2 separate regions of the Mus musculus genome follow, and region 2 is linked to region 1. A link is a contact called in public HiChIP or PLAC-seq data. All regions are on one chromosome and are shown on one strand. The core of a region is the stretch at or near the end of the contact, and the rest is flanking DNA. Distances in the headings are between cores, read along the strand shown. Region 1 overlaps Abi3 (ABI gene family, member 3). Region 2 overlaps Skap1 (src family associated phosphoprotein 1).

Region 1 (5,867 bases), core at 1,716-4,215:
ATTTGTGTGCACGCAGGATCTGAAGTCACAAAGCTGAGTCACCAGGTCTGCCACCTATTTACGTAGAAATGTGTAGTATGTTTCCCATTGAGGGGTCTTTCTCTCTCTCTCTTCCTTCCTTCCTTTCTTCCTTCCTTCCTTCCTTCCTTTCTTTCTTTCTTTCTTTCTTTCTCTCTCTCTCTCTTTCTCTCTTTCTTTCTGTCTTTCTCTCTCTCTCTTTCTTTCTTTCCTTCTTTCTTTTTTCCATCCTTCCTTCCAATATTGCCACTCTGTAGCTCAGGCTGGCCTTGAATTTATGACCTGCCCAGCTTCCCCCCAAATCCCCCCAAAGACTATTCCAGGCCTGTGCTACCATTTGGGGGTGGGATGGGGTTCCAATTAAACTCTATACCTTCTCTAGGCTGGTTACAAGTACTAATTGGAACAGTGTGTTAAACCATTTGCCCAGGGCCCATCATCCTTTAAGAAGGGCAGAATAAATAAGTGTATCTGCTGTGGCTTCTATTACCATTTCAGAAGGATAAAAGGCACGTGCTAGTGATAAAGTCCCATTCTATCCAGGTGACAGCCTTTGCAAACACACTCAGGGTATCGGAAGCCCCGAGACCCAGGTTGGAATCCCTGGATTCTTTTGTGTAGAGTTCTGGCCCCTAGCCATCCCTGACTGTCTACAGAGGAAAAATTTGGGGTGATGTCTTTAATAAAGTCTCTGTCCCATCTTTCCCCAACTAAGTGTCAGAAGCCCATGCAGGAGGCAGATGGGTCAGCATAGGTCAGGGTTGACTGAGCGTAAAAACAGGGTCATTTGCATGACAGCTTAGGTGAAGGATCTCAGGCCCTTGCTCCTCCAGACCTGACTTTGGGACAAGTTTAAAGCTAGAGGTTAGTTAGAAACATCTGGGCTAGAGGAACCCAGAGCTGGGCCCAAACAGGCACCTTTCTTGTTTGGGTTGCAAAGTCCATGTGCCAGGCTGGGTACCAGGCAGAGGGAGCCTGTTTTCTTACCTATGAAACAAAGACCTAGAGCGAAGCCTGCAGCCCTCTCTAGCTTCTCTGCTTAGCCAATATTTTGGGTGGCATATGCTGATGAGATGTAAATTTTATTGCATATGCAGATGACATGTAAATCAGCACACAAATGAACATCGGTTTCCTGCTGTCAGAACAGAAAAGCAGGGAAGGGAAGGACCATGGCGCGGGTTTTTCCAGAAGGTTCTCTCTAGTTCAGGTTGCATGAGGGGAACCCAGAGGAATCTCACAGAGGATACAACTCTTATAGCACCAGTGGTGGGGCCCATGGAGCACACAAAATCCCAAGCAAGGAGGCCACAGGGGTGCAGCCTTGCCTGTCAGTACACTGCCCCTTCTAATTTGCCTTGGTCTCACCTCTACCTCCCCACACCACCCAAAAGGACAGGCTTCCGTGCTCATGGTTGACGGGAAAGGAGGAAGCTGTTTGGTGAAGCAAGAGACCCAGGCCTGAAGGTCTGGTCTGGGACCAAAAAAAGCCCTCTTTTGTCTTTAGCCACTCTCTGGTCATCCCTTTCCCAGTGACTGGCAGTGTGGCCCTGGCCAGTGTCTGGCATGCCGTAGGAAGCTGCCCACCTCGTGTTGGGTTCTCCTTTGGCCTGTCAACCAGCCAACAAATGCACATGTATTAAGTATCTTCTGTGTGCTGAGGACTATGCCAGCATAGGATGCAAAACGGAATGGACCAGCTCTGTTTTCAGGGTGTTGATATTTGGATGAGGGAGGGGTGAAAAGAAAAAGAAAGAACAGGGCAAATATGATACGTCATAAATGCGAGCTGGGTAAAAGCTTAGGGCACTGAGAGAAGTGGAGACGCTGGAACCATCTAGTGAGAAGAGCTCTAAGAAGTGTAGGCGCCAAGGCCCTGAGGTAGGAACACAATCTCTCCTTCTAGGGATTAGAACGCCAGGAGCTAGTGTGGCTAGAGAGAAGCAAGGGATGTGTGTGTAAGGCAGAAGATAGTATCTTAAAGCCAACTGTGCATGGGCGGGTGGAGATGTCACACACCTTTGATCCCAGCATTCAGGGGGCAGAAGCAGGTGGATCTCTGAGTTTAAGGCCAGCCTGGTCTACAGAGTGAGTTCCAGGAGAGCCAAGGCTACTCTGTCTCAAAAAACATAGTAGTAGTAGTAGTAGTAGTAGTAGTACCAGCAACAGCAGTAATGCCAACTGTGCCATGGCACACACCTCTAATCCTAGCACATAGGAGATGGAGGCAGAAGGATATCAGGAGTTCAAGGCCAACCAGCTTTGGCTACACAGAGAATGTGAGCCTATACTACATGAAACCCTGTTTCAAAAAAAAAAAAAGAAAGAAAGAAAAGAAAAGAAAAGAAGGAAGGAAAAGAAGCGAAGCATGTTAGAAAGCTGTCAGCGGCAATGAGAGGATGAAGTCATTTGGCTCTGGGACACGCTGCCCATCTCTCGGTTCCTATACACCTTCCTGAGGGTTGGGGCTAAGGAAGTGCAAGGTCAGTAGGGGGCTGTCTCTCCTGGCCTTACTTTGGTTTGAGGACTTTGGTTTATAGGTAAGAGCCTGCTATTGGCTGGTTGAGTTTTAAGTGGCTGAATGTCTCCCCTAGCCAGCATCGCCTTCCCCTTCCTGTCACCAGCCAGCCTGCCAGGAGACACTTGCTGAGGGAGGCAGTAGGGTCCTCTCAACTCTGGCCTCACCTCAACTACTGGAGGACAGGATTCCTGCCCCGACTCTCACAGCCAGTTCTCTCAGGCTGCGATCTGCTTTCCCAATGTTCCTTGCACTCTCCTCCCATGCCCCACTTACTCCAACACCATCCTTCTGGAAAGCTACCTCAGGCATCTAAGGACCGCAGCTTTCTCCAAGTTCAGCTCTGGCCTTCCTTAGATTCTCTTCTGGCTCCATCCGACTCTGCCAAGGAAGCAGTGGAATGTGCTGGCCTCGGGCCAAGGCTGTGTGTATTTCAGGCCACAGACAAGCGGAAGGCGCTGGAAGAGACGATGGCTTTCACCACCCAGGCCCTAGCCAGTGTGGCCTACCAAGTGGGTAACCTGGCCGGGCATACTCTTCGAATGCTGGATCTACAGGGTGCTGCCCTGCGGCAGGTAGAAGCCAAGATGAGCACACTGGGCCAGGTAAGGATGTGGGAAGGCATCCCTCTTTCTGTCCTGGCTCTTCAGTCCCACTCAAATAGCCCTACATTTCTCCATGCCCACCTGGCCAACCGGACTGCAGAAAGTTGGCACATTCCAGACTTTGGAGACATCTATCATGGCTGTGTCTCAGTGTTGTTCTTGCTACCCCATTAGATACAAAGTTTCTCTCTCTCTCTCTCTCCCTCTCTCTCTCTCTCTCTCTCTCTCTCTCTCTCTAAAAGCTTTCTTTGTTTGCTCTTCATAGTACCTGCAGAGAGCAGGAGAGACCAAAGGCCACCCTGTCTTCATTGGAACACATCCAATGATTAATAAATGCCCTCCACGCAGGCCAGGCAAGCCCATCGTCAGCCCCACAGGAATCCGTGCCAACACCATACAGAGTCCCCACCCTTGGCTCATAAATACCTACCCTTGGCTCATAAATACTCTCAGCCGTCCTTCCTGGATCCTTGACCCCACAAAACATGTGGGAGTTCTTTTGGTCTGACCATAGGTCCCTGAGGGGTCAGTGTATAGGGTGTGTTTTCCTCTTCTTCCTGAAGACCCAAGGTCCCGTCCCTCAAGGCCTGAGGGAACATTTGGAGAGGAAGCTAATTCCCGTACTTGTTCCCTGAAGGGGACAGCTGATTTAGTTACAGTTCTCTGCCACCTCCACGGAATGCCCATCTGCACCAAAGCCTGCCCTGTCCTTTGGTTGCTGTCCAGCAACCCCAGGGATTTTTTTTCCCTCCCTTTTCTTCTGGTTCCTGCACAGCTAATAATAACCTTCATTCTCTTCTACCCGGAAGTCGCTCCAAAGTGGCTCCATCCTCTGCTGCTCTTCTTTCTCCAATGGCTGCATGGCCATGGGACTCTCTCTGGTCCCCCCATGACCCCCATTCTTTCCTCCTCCCCTGCTTTGAGATGGGGGTTCTCACTATGTAGCCCTGGATAGCCTAGAACTCATCATATAGACCAGGTTGGCTTCAAACTCACAGAGCTCTACCTGCCTCCCTCTGCCTCCCGTTAGTTAGCTTTCTCCCTCTTTTAAAGGGAATGGTGTTGTACAGGCTGTTTCTCACGGTCTCCTCCCACCTCCCGACCCTGTCGTGCAGATGGTAAACATGCATATGGAGAAGGTAGCTAGAAGGGAGATCGGCACTTTGGCCACTGTTGTGCGGCTGCCCTCTAACCAGAAAGTCATCCCTCCTGAGAGCCTGCCTTCCCTCACTCCCTACCACAGAAAACCCCTCAACTTTGCCTGCTTGGATGACATTGGCCACGGAGTCAAGGTAAGGGAAACCCTGCTGACCCCCCACTGCCCACCCTGTCCTGCCGTACAGCTAGCTCCCTCTCGTCTCGCCTTTCCCCAAGCTTTTGTACGACCTCACATCCCCTTCTTCCTCTCCACACTCCAGGACACGTGGCCTAAACTCCACTCTCCCTAGGTCCTTAACTTCCCTCTACTCAGACACTGCTCCTGGAAGATCATAAGCTGTCCCGGCCCCACCCCCCACTCCCACCCCACAGTGGGTCGTGTGTGTGGTGTGTGTGTGTGTGTGTGTGTGTGTGTGTGTGTGTGTGTGTGTGTGTGTGAGAAGGGGAAGAGGGGGAGGAGGGGGAAGGGTGTCAGGGCACGCATGAGAACCTCTCCTCAGCCACATGAGAATAGCGACTTCCTCTGTCTGGGGGTTTGAGGTCATTGCTCTAAGAAGTCACTCCAGAATGCTGCTGATAGGGACAGGAGGCAGCAACAAAAAGAGTTGGCGGAGGGGACCTTATCACACTGTGCCCAACTGCTTCATGTCAGATTAGATTAGAAGCTTTCCTGGGTCTTAACCCCTTGATACTATGCCAGACCCCCAGGAGAGAAAATACCTCTTTCCTTCAGTTCCCAGCTCTCTCTATCCGTTCCTTTTTCCTGTCCAGCCTTCTTATCTTTTGTTTTTCTTTTGATGGTGCCCTGGGTGGAACCCAGGCCTTCTATAAACTCAGCAGAAGCTCCATCCTGAGCTATGTACCCAGCCTCCAACTTATCCTTTATCCTGTAATTCCCGTCTTGCCTCTAGTGGGGCAGGGTGACAGAGAACATGACCTCCCCCACACCATCCCCTCCCCTGCTCACGCTGGGGGAAGTCCCAGTTTCAGAGGTGTCTCTTGGCTTTGGGATTGCACCCCATCATTGAGACTCTCCTAAGTGTCTTGGCTTCTGCCATCCCTCTGCCTTGAATTTGGGGACGGTCACTTCCATAGGTTTCTGGGAAACAAGGAGTCCCCCCCCCCCCCGTATGTGAGGCTCCTTAGCTCGCGCTGGAGTACAAGCTAAATCAGAGCTAAGGACCACCAAGCCACCCAGATCCCTGAGAATTTGAGATAGTGTGGGGTTGCAAAGGGCAACTCAGTCACTGTGGCTGTGCAGAGGAAGTGGCCTTCAGACGGCGTCTGTGCTGCGGGTTGTTTTCTGTGGGACGGCTTTGGGGGACCTGCTGCAGGCCTAAGGGGTGGGGGTAGGGTTAGGACGGGAGGAGGGCTGAGAAGTGGAAGTAGGAACTTGCTGAGTCTGGCTAGCCCTCCCAGTTCTCGCCCTCCGCTCCCCTCCCCCATTTCCTCTCAGGGATGTGGGTAAGAATGCCTCCCCGTGTCCCAGATGTCAATCAACCCTATCGTTCTCCCTTCAGGACTTGAGCACGCAGCTGTCACGGACCGGGACCCTGTCTCGCAAGAGC
Region 2 (5,867 bases), core at 1,289-3,788, 910 kb before region 1:
CAAAAGCTCATGCCATGTCTAGTCCCGCAACCCCCACCCCTGCCTGCTGCCTGCTGCTCAGGGCATAAATCTTTCTGCTACTACTCCAGAGCCTGGCTTGTCTACTTCTTGCCATGATGGTCATGGGCTAACCTTCTGAAACTGCGAACAAGCCCGGATTAAATGCATTTTAAATGAGTGTGGCCCTGGTCATGGTGTCTCTTCTTAGCAATAACATTGTAACTAAGACAAGTAGAAAAGAGTTTATTTTATATTATACTTCCATACTACTGAGAGAAGCCAGGATAGGAACTGCAACTATGGAGGAATGCTGCTGCTGGCTCACCAATTGGCTTGCTCATAGCCTGTGGATGCCTTGACCAGTGCCTATGGATGGTACCCTCAAGGCAGGGATGGAGAGGTGGCTCAGTGGTTAAGAGCACTGATTGCTCTTCCAGAGGACCTAGGTCCAATTCCTAGAATCCACACGGTGCCTCATGACTGTCCATAACCCCAGTTCCAGGAGATCCAATTCCCCCTTCTGACCTCCGCATGCACCAGGTACCCAGGATGGTACATAGACATATATGCAGGCAAAGCATATATAAAAAAAAAAAAGTCTGTGAAGACAATCTGTCATAGATATGACCACAGAACAATGCGATAAAAAATTATTAAATCCAGACTCCCCCCACCCCCAAATGATTGTAGACTATGTCAAGTTCACAGTTAATGCTAACTAGGACAGGCACGTTTTTTAAACGCTGGCTGGCCCTTCTTGGTTTTGTTTGTTGAGCTCTTAGCAGGAAGCACAGAGTGGGTCTGAGAAATGCATTTTAAGTGAGGCCACGGAGAAATGTCAGGGCAGTAAGAATTTGCACTCTCAACTGAACAGACTGCATCTAAACCAACTCCTACATACTTCCCCAGTGACTGAACAGGTTGTGGCAGGAAGAGACCAGCTGCATTTGGAGACAGTGGCCCCAAATGGCTTCCTACCTGCTAAGTCTCAGATGCCACAGTCATGAGACAGTGAGTGACTACTGAACTAATCCTTTAAGGACTTGTTTCCCTTTTGGAGCAGAGCCTCTCTCACTTATTAGCTCAAGTTAGCCCAGAACTTACTAAGACTGTGATATCATATAAATCATATCACATCATATCAACTTATCTATCTATCTATCTATCTATCTATCTATCTATCTATCTATCCATCCATCCATCTATCTATCCATCTATTATCTAGCTATCATTCTATCTACATATGTATTTATCTATGCACATGTGCCAGAAGAGGGTGTTGAATCCCTTGGAACGGGAGTTATAAGCAGTTGTCAGCTGCCACATGTGGGTACTGGGAACCAAACTTGGATTCTCTGTAAGAATAGCAGATACTCTCAACCATGCCAATGCTTAGCCATCTATCCAGCCCCAAGACTGAACTTTAAAAGGTCCTAAAAGGAGCTGAGCGTGATAGCTCATACCTGTCATCCCAGCATTGTAGAGGCTGAAGTAAAGATTGCTATGAATTCAAGACCATCCTGGGTTACAAAGTGAAACACTGTCTCAAAAACAAACAAACAAACAAAATCAAAAGCCAAACTACCACCAACAAAAGAAACCTAAAACCACCCCCTCCCCAAATCAAAACACGTATACACATGATCACACCCAACGCAAACGCGGTAGAGGATAGGAAAGCTGCTCAATAGCTGAAGTGCCTCTCTTTCAAATATGAAGACCTGAGTTCCAATCTTCAGCGTCCATATAAATGCCAGGTGGGCACAGCAGCTGCTGGTAATCCCAGCACACGGGAAGCAGAAGCAGAAGGCCAGCTAGATGCTCTGGGCTCAAGGGAGGCCCTGCCTCAATGCGTAACATAGAAATCAATCAAGAAAGATACCCAGAGCCGGTTGTGGTGGTCCACACCTTTAGTCCTAGCACTCGGGAAACAGAGGCAGATGGAGCTCTGTGAGTTCAAGGCCAGACTGGTGGAACACAGCCAGGGCTATACAGAGAGACTCTGCTCAAAATACAAAGAAACAAACCAAACCGAACCAACCCAAAAAACAAACACACAGAAGAAGAAAGACACTTAATATCTACTTCAGGCCTTTACATATATGCACACATACACACATGCATGTGCACCTGTATATACCCATGTGAAAATTTACACACCCACTTACACAGGCAAAAAGAAAAAAAACCCCAAACAACAACAACATCGTCTTATATAACTGAATGCTTCTGTCCATCACTCTTTGCACTATTCCTCATTTCTTCCCCCCACCAGGCCACCTCCCTCTTTAGTGTGTCTGCATATGACACTCACTCAGGCTACCTCAGTCTGTGTCTGACAGGACATTTCAAAGTACAGCTCAATGCAAGTGACATCATGGTTCATTTTCCCATGCTGAAGTCAGCCCAGTTTCTGCCTTTAGCTTGTTTTTCAGTCTGAACTGCATCTTCATCCTTCCTGTCTTAGGTTTGCTCCTAGAGCTGCCCCATGTTTGCCAAGCCACAGGAATGTCTACATCTGCGTGGCTTTGCTGTGACTCTCTGACTTCCTCTCTCACAACAACTCATAAGAACTAGCCTCAGCTCCTTTGCTTTCTCAAAGGCAGAGAGAGGGTGAGGCGGACTGTCTTCTGACCAAAGTTAACTCCCTCAAGTCAAGCTTTTGTGTCCGTGAGGTTGCAGGGCTTCCCATAAAGCACTGGCCCTACGGGGATTAGCTGAGATGACCCTTGACTTTTGACTCACACTTTGCAGACTCCTTTGGCTGTGATGCCAGGAGGAGGGACCAAGCCTTGGAGATGTACTCTCTGTCAACTCATAGAGGGTGCACACTGGAAGCAGATGAGACTCAGCAGGGCACCTGCCAAGGCCAGGCTCCCAGTCAGGTTGCTCTTGCTCGAGGGGAGCGCTGACCTGCCGACCACAGATGGAGTGGGCTCAGCACAGTGGTGAGACCAGAAACGAGTTGAGAGCAGCTCTCTGCCCTTCAAAACAAAAGAGCCGGCAGAAGAGTGAAGAGGAGAGCAGAGTCTCAGAGACCATATGTGTCATGCTGTGGAAGCCTGGGAGCTTAATCAAAGCACCTACAGGTCCTGGGATCCGACTGTCTTTTCCAGATTTCATCCCCTGGCTGGATACCGAAGAAAGGGCTGCAGGGCTGCGGTTTAAAGCATGAATGGAAATTTCGAGCCTTCTCTCCCACTACCACCCCCCATGCATTGCTCCAGCCCAGTCTGAACACCACGAGGTATTTTAAAATAATTTCTACTTTGATGAATTGCTGGGGAGTCCACAATTGCTCATAATCAAGGGGAGAAAAATGCAAATGAGATCCGGCCGAGAACTATCACCACCAAACGTTTATTTCACTGCACAGTGCCAAAAAGAATTAAAACAACATTAAACTCACAGCAATCATGTTTAAGCCCTCGTTTCCAAGTGCCAAATTGCACCACTCTGGATCATACAGATGTTCGTTAATTATGCTAATTTTTATTAAACTATTAAAATGGAGAGAATACTGGCTCAGCCAGGCAGACCCAAGCTCTGAATGAACTCTTCTACTGTCTAGAGGTGCTAATTTACTGCTTTTTTTATTAAGTTGCTGATTCTTGGGTTTTAGTTTTTAGGATCGAACTGAACTGAATTTCTGGGATCAATGTTTTCCCCATAAAATCTGAACTTCTCTTGGCCCAGCTGTTTGGAAAAAAATTGGGAAGAGTGCTTTGAGGCTCCCAGGAGATGTACAGACTTCTTCAACGCAGAAGTGTCTCTACCTTCAAACTGGGGACACATACCTATACATATCATTGTATATATCACTGGGGCATCCAAACTACACATGTTCTCCACTCCATGACTCTGTATACTATGAAGGCTAAAGGTGAGACTTTAATGGTCTTTTTGTTGTTGTTTGTTTTTGTTTGTTTGTTTGTTTTCGAGACAAGGTTTCTCTGTGTAGTCCTGGCTGTTCAGGAACTCTCTCTGTAGACCAGGCTGGTCTCGAACCCAGAAATCTGCCTGCTTTTGCCTCCCCAGTGCTGGGTTTAATGGTCTTAATGGTACCGAATTATTACTTGAATAAGTTCTAGATTAAAAAAAAAACCCAAACCCAAACAAACAAACCAAGACCCCACAACAAAACTCCTCACATGTTCTGCTTCACATCACATCTCATCTGGAAGAAATAAATATGGCATGTTGCTTTTTTCCACTTTTGATGAAACATCTGTTTCTCTCAACTTGAACCTTGTCAGATCTCCCTGAACCCCTTCCACTCCCAGCGAAGAGGTTTTGAAAATGAAAGTTGGTGTTTGGTCTCCATGATCAGGACAGAGGGACGATTGGCTTGGGTGAATGGCAGGTTGGATGAACCTGAGTTGCACACAGTGCTCACTGTCACCCACAATCAGAAGTGTTTATGGGGGATGGCACACAGCCCTAAAGGGATGTATGCTGCTGATCACAATCAACAAGAAAAAACAAAGCCAAAAAAACCCAAAACAACAACAAAACCAACCCACCAGACCTGCCATAAAAAGAACAGCCGATCCTATAAACAAAAAGCAGTATGGTCATCAACAACAGGCATGTCACACAGCTTGACTCTGCCTCCAGTGTCTTCCTATTGCTGTTTATGGTTTCAAGACTATGATAGGCCTCCTCAGTGTTCCTCCTGTCACAGGGCCTTGAGCCTCTGTGTGGTGCTGTAAATACCCTGTCAGTAGGTGTCAGGGGACATCAGGGAGAAAACCAGCAGGCGCCTATCATAAGCCTTAAAAGAGATTAAATACCCCTACTCCATGATTGCTACATTTTAATTTCTCTCCTCCCTGCTGGTTCCTATTTGTATAAGCTCTTCCATGGCTCCCCTGGAGTAGCACAGACATGACCTGGAATGACCATCCTGTCTTGGGATGAGAATTCAATTTCTAGGCTCAGTGAATCCTAGGCTGTTCCAACAGAAGGAGCTCACAGCCTCTTAAGGCTTCAAGTCTTACACTGGAATCTGTCAACCCTTAACCTGTCTATGGAGGGATGGGAAAGACTTTTTCTGAATTCTCGAAATTGGCATTACATTTTGGGTGGAAGTATACGTGGGTCCCATGCCCGGAGTCTTCATTAGATCCTCAAAGGGTTTATGAATCCTCCCCAGTTTACAGACGAGCACCCTAGAGGAAAAGACAGTGGATTTCATGGCCTAGGTCTGGACTTTGTCCTATTATTGACTCTACTAACTTTACTGAACAAAATATAATTAACAACAACAACAACCAAGAATCCTTGTTCCTCACTTGCTGGGGTTTTCTAGGTGTGGGTCCTTTCCTGAATCCTGCCTGTATCCTCTCCCTTCCTGACCATATTTGCCTGTCATAGGGACCAGCATTTACACTTTGACTTCAAAGGCTTTCATAGATTTCAGTGGCTTTTGGCACAAGCCTCTGACGGGCTTAGCTCCATTGAGAAGGCTCTGTTATGGAGGCCTTGGGTGAGTTCCTTTTTCACATCAAAGTGGCCTCTAAGCTTCTGTGCAACAAGAGGCCCTGAAACACTTGAGACTTCTATTCTCTTAACCATCAAAGTTCACTGTGTTAGTGTTGTAAGTGAGAGGCTCCCTCTTGAAGAAAACAATCAATCAGGCTTGGACACAAAAGATCAATAAGTGCCTGATATATGTATGGGAAAATCCAATCAATCGTGGAAGTATTGGTTTATGATTGCTTATTTCTCCTAATAGAGATCATTTACCATATATTATCATTAGTAAAGATGTGAAATTTGAATTCCTAAGCAGAGTAGATTGTATAGTCCAAGATCAACACACACACACACACACACACACACACACACACACACACACACACACC

The links. HiChIP or PLAC-seq counts read pairs in DNA pulled down with a chosen protein or histone mark.
Region 2: a FOXA1 HiChIP or PLAC-seq map of pancreatic cancer cells shows a contact between it and region 1. The contact joins two enhancer-like sites. A contact is called at or near these places in 1 of 39 promoter capture datasets (hippocampal neurons), 4 of 115 datasets of contacts at active chromatin or transcription factors (embryonic forebrain, forebrain, pancreatic cancer cells and 1 more) and 1 of 9 other capture datasets (macrophages).

The regions. Positions count from the first base shown.
Region 1 is chr11:95,834,344-95,840,210 of GRCm38.p6, reverse strand. Abi3 (ABI gene family, member 3) reads left to right here. Exons shown (of 8, transcript NM_025659.4): 2 at 2,974-3,141; 3 at 4,257-4,433; 4 at 5,820-5,867. Among named protein-coding and RNA genes, the nearest start is that of Abi3, 5.2 kb to the left of the region's middle. Within about 2 kb of position 2,965, at least 58 of the 459 cell types and tissues checked have an H3K27ac peak or open chromatin away from gene starts, as enhancers often do. A contact at or near this core is called in pancreatic cancer cells, where this site is marked.
Region 2 is chr11:96,744,387-96,750,253 of GRCm38.p6, reverse strand. All of the region lies in intron 10 of Skap1 (src family associated phosphoprotein 1), which reads right to left. Among named protein-coding and RNA genes, the nearest start is that of Snx11, 30 kb to the left of the region's middle. Within about 2 kb of position 2,538, at least 52 of the 459 cell types and tissues checked have an H3K27ac peak or open chromatin away from gene starts, as enhancers often do. A contact at or near this core is called in pancreatic cancer cells, where this site is marked.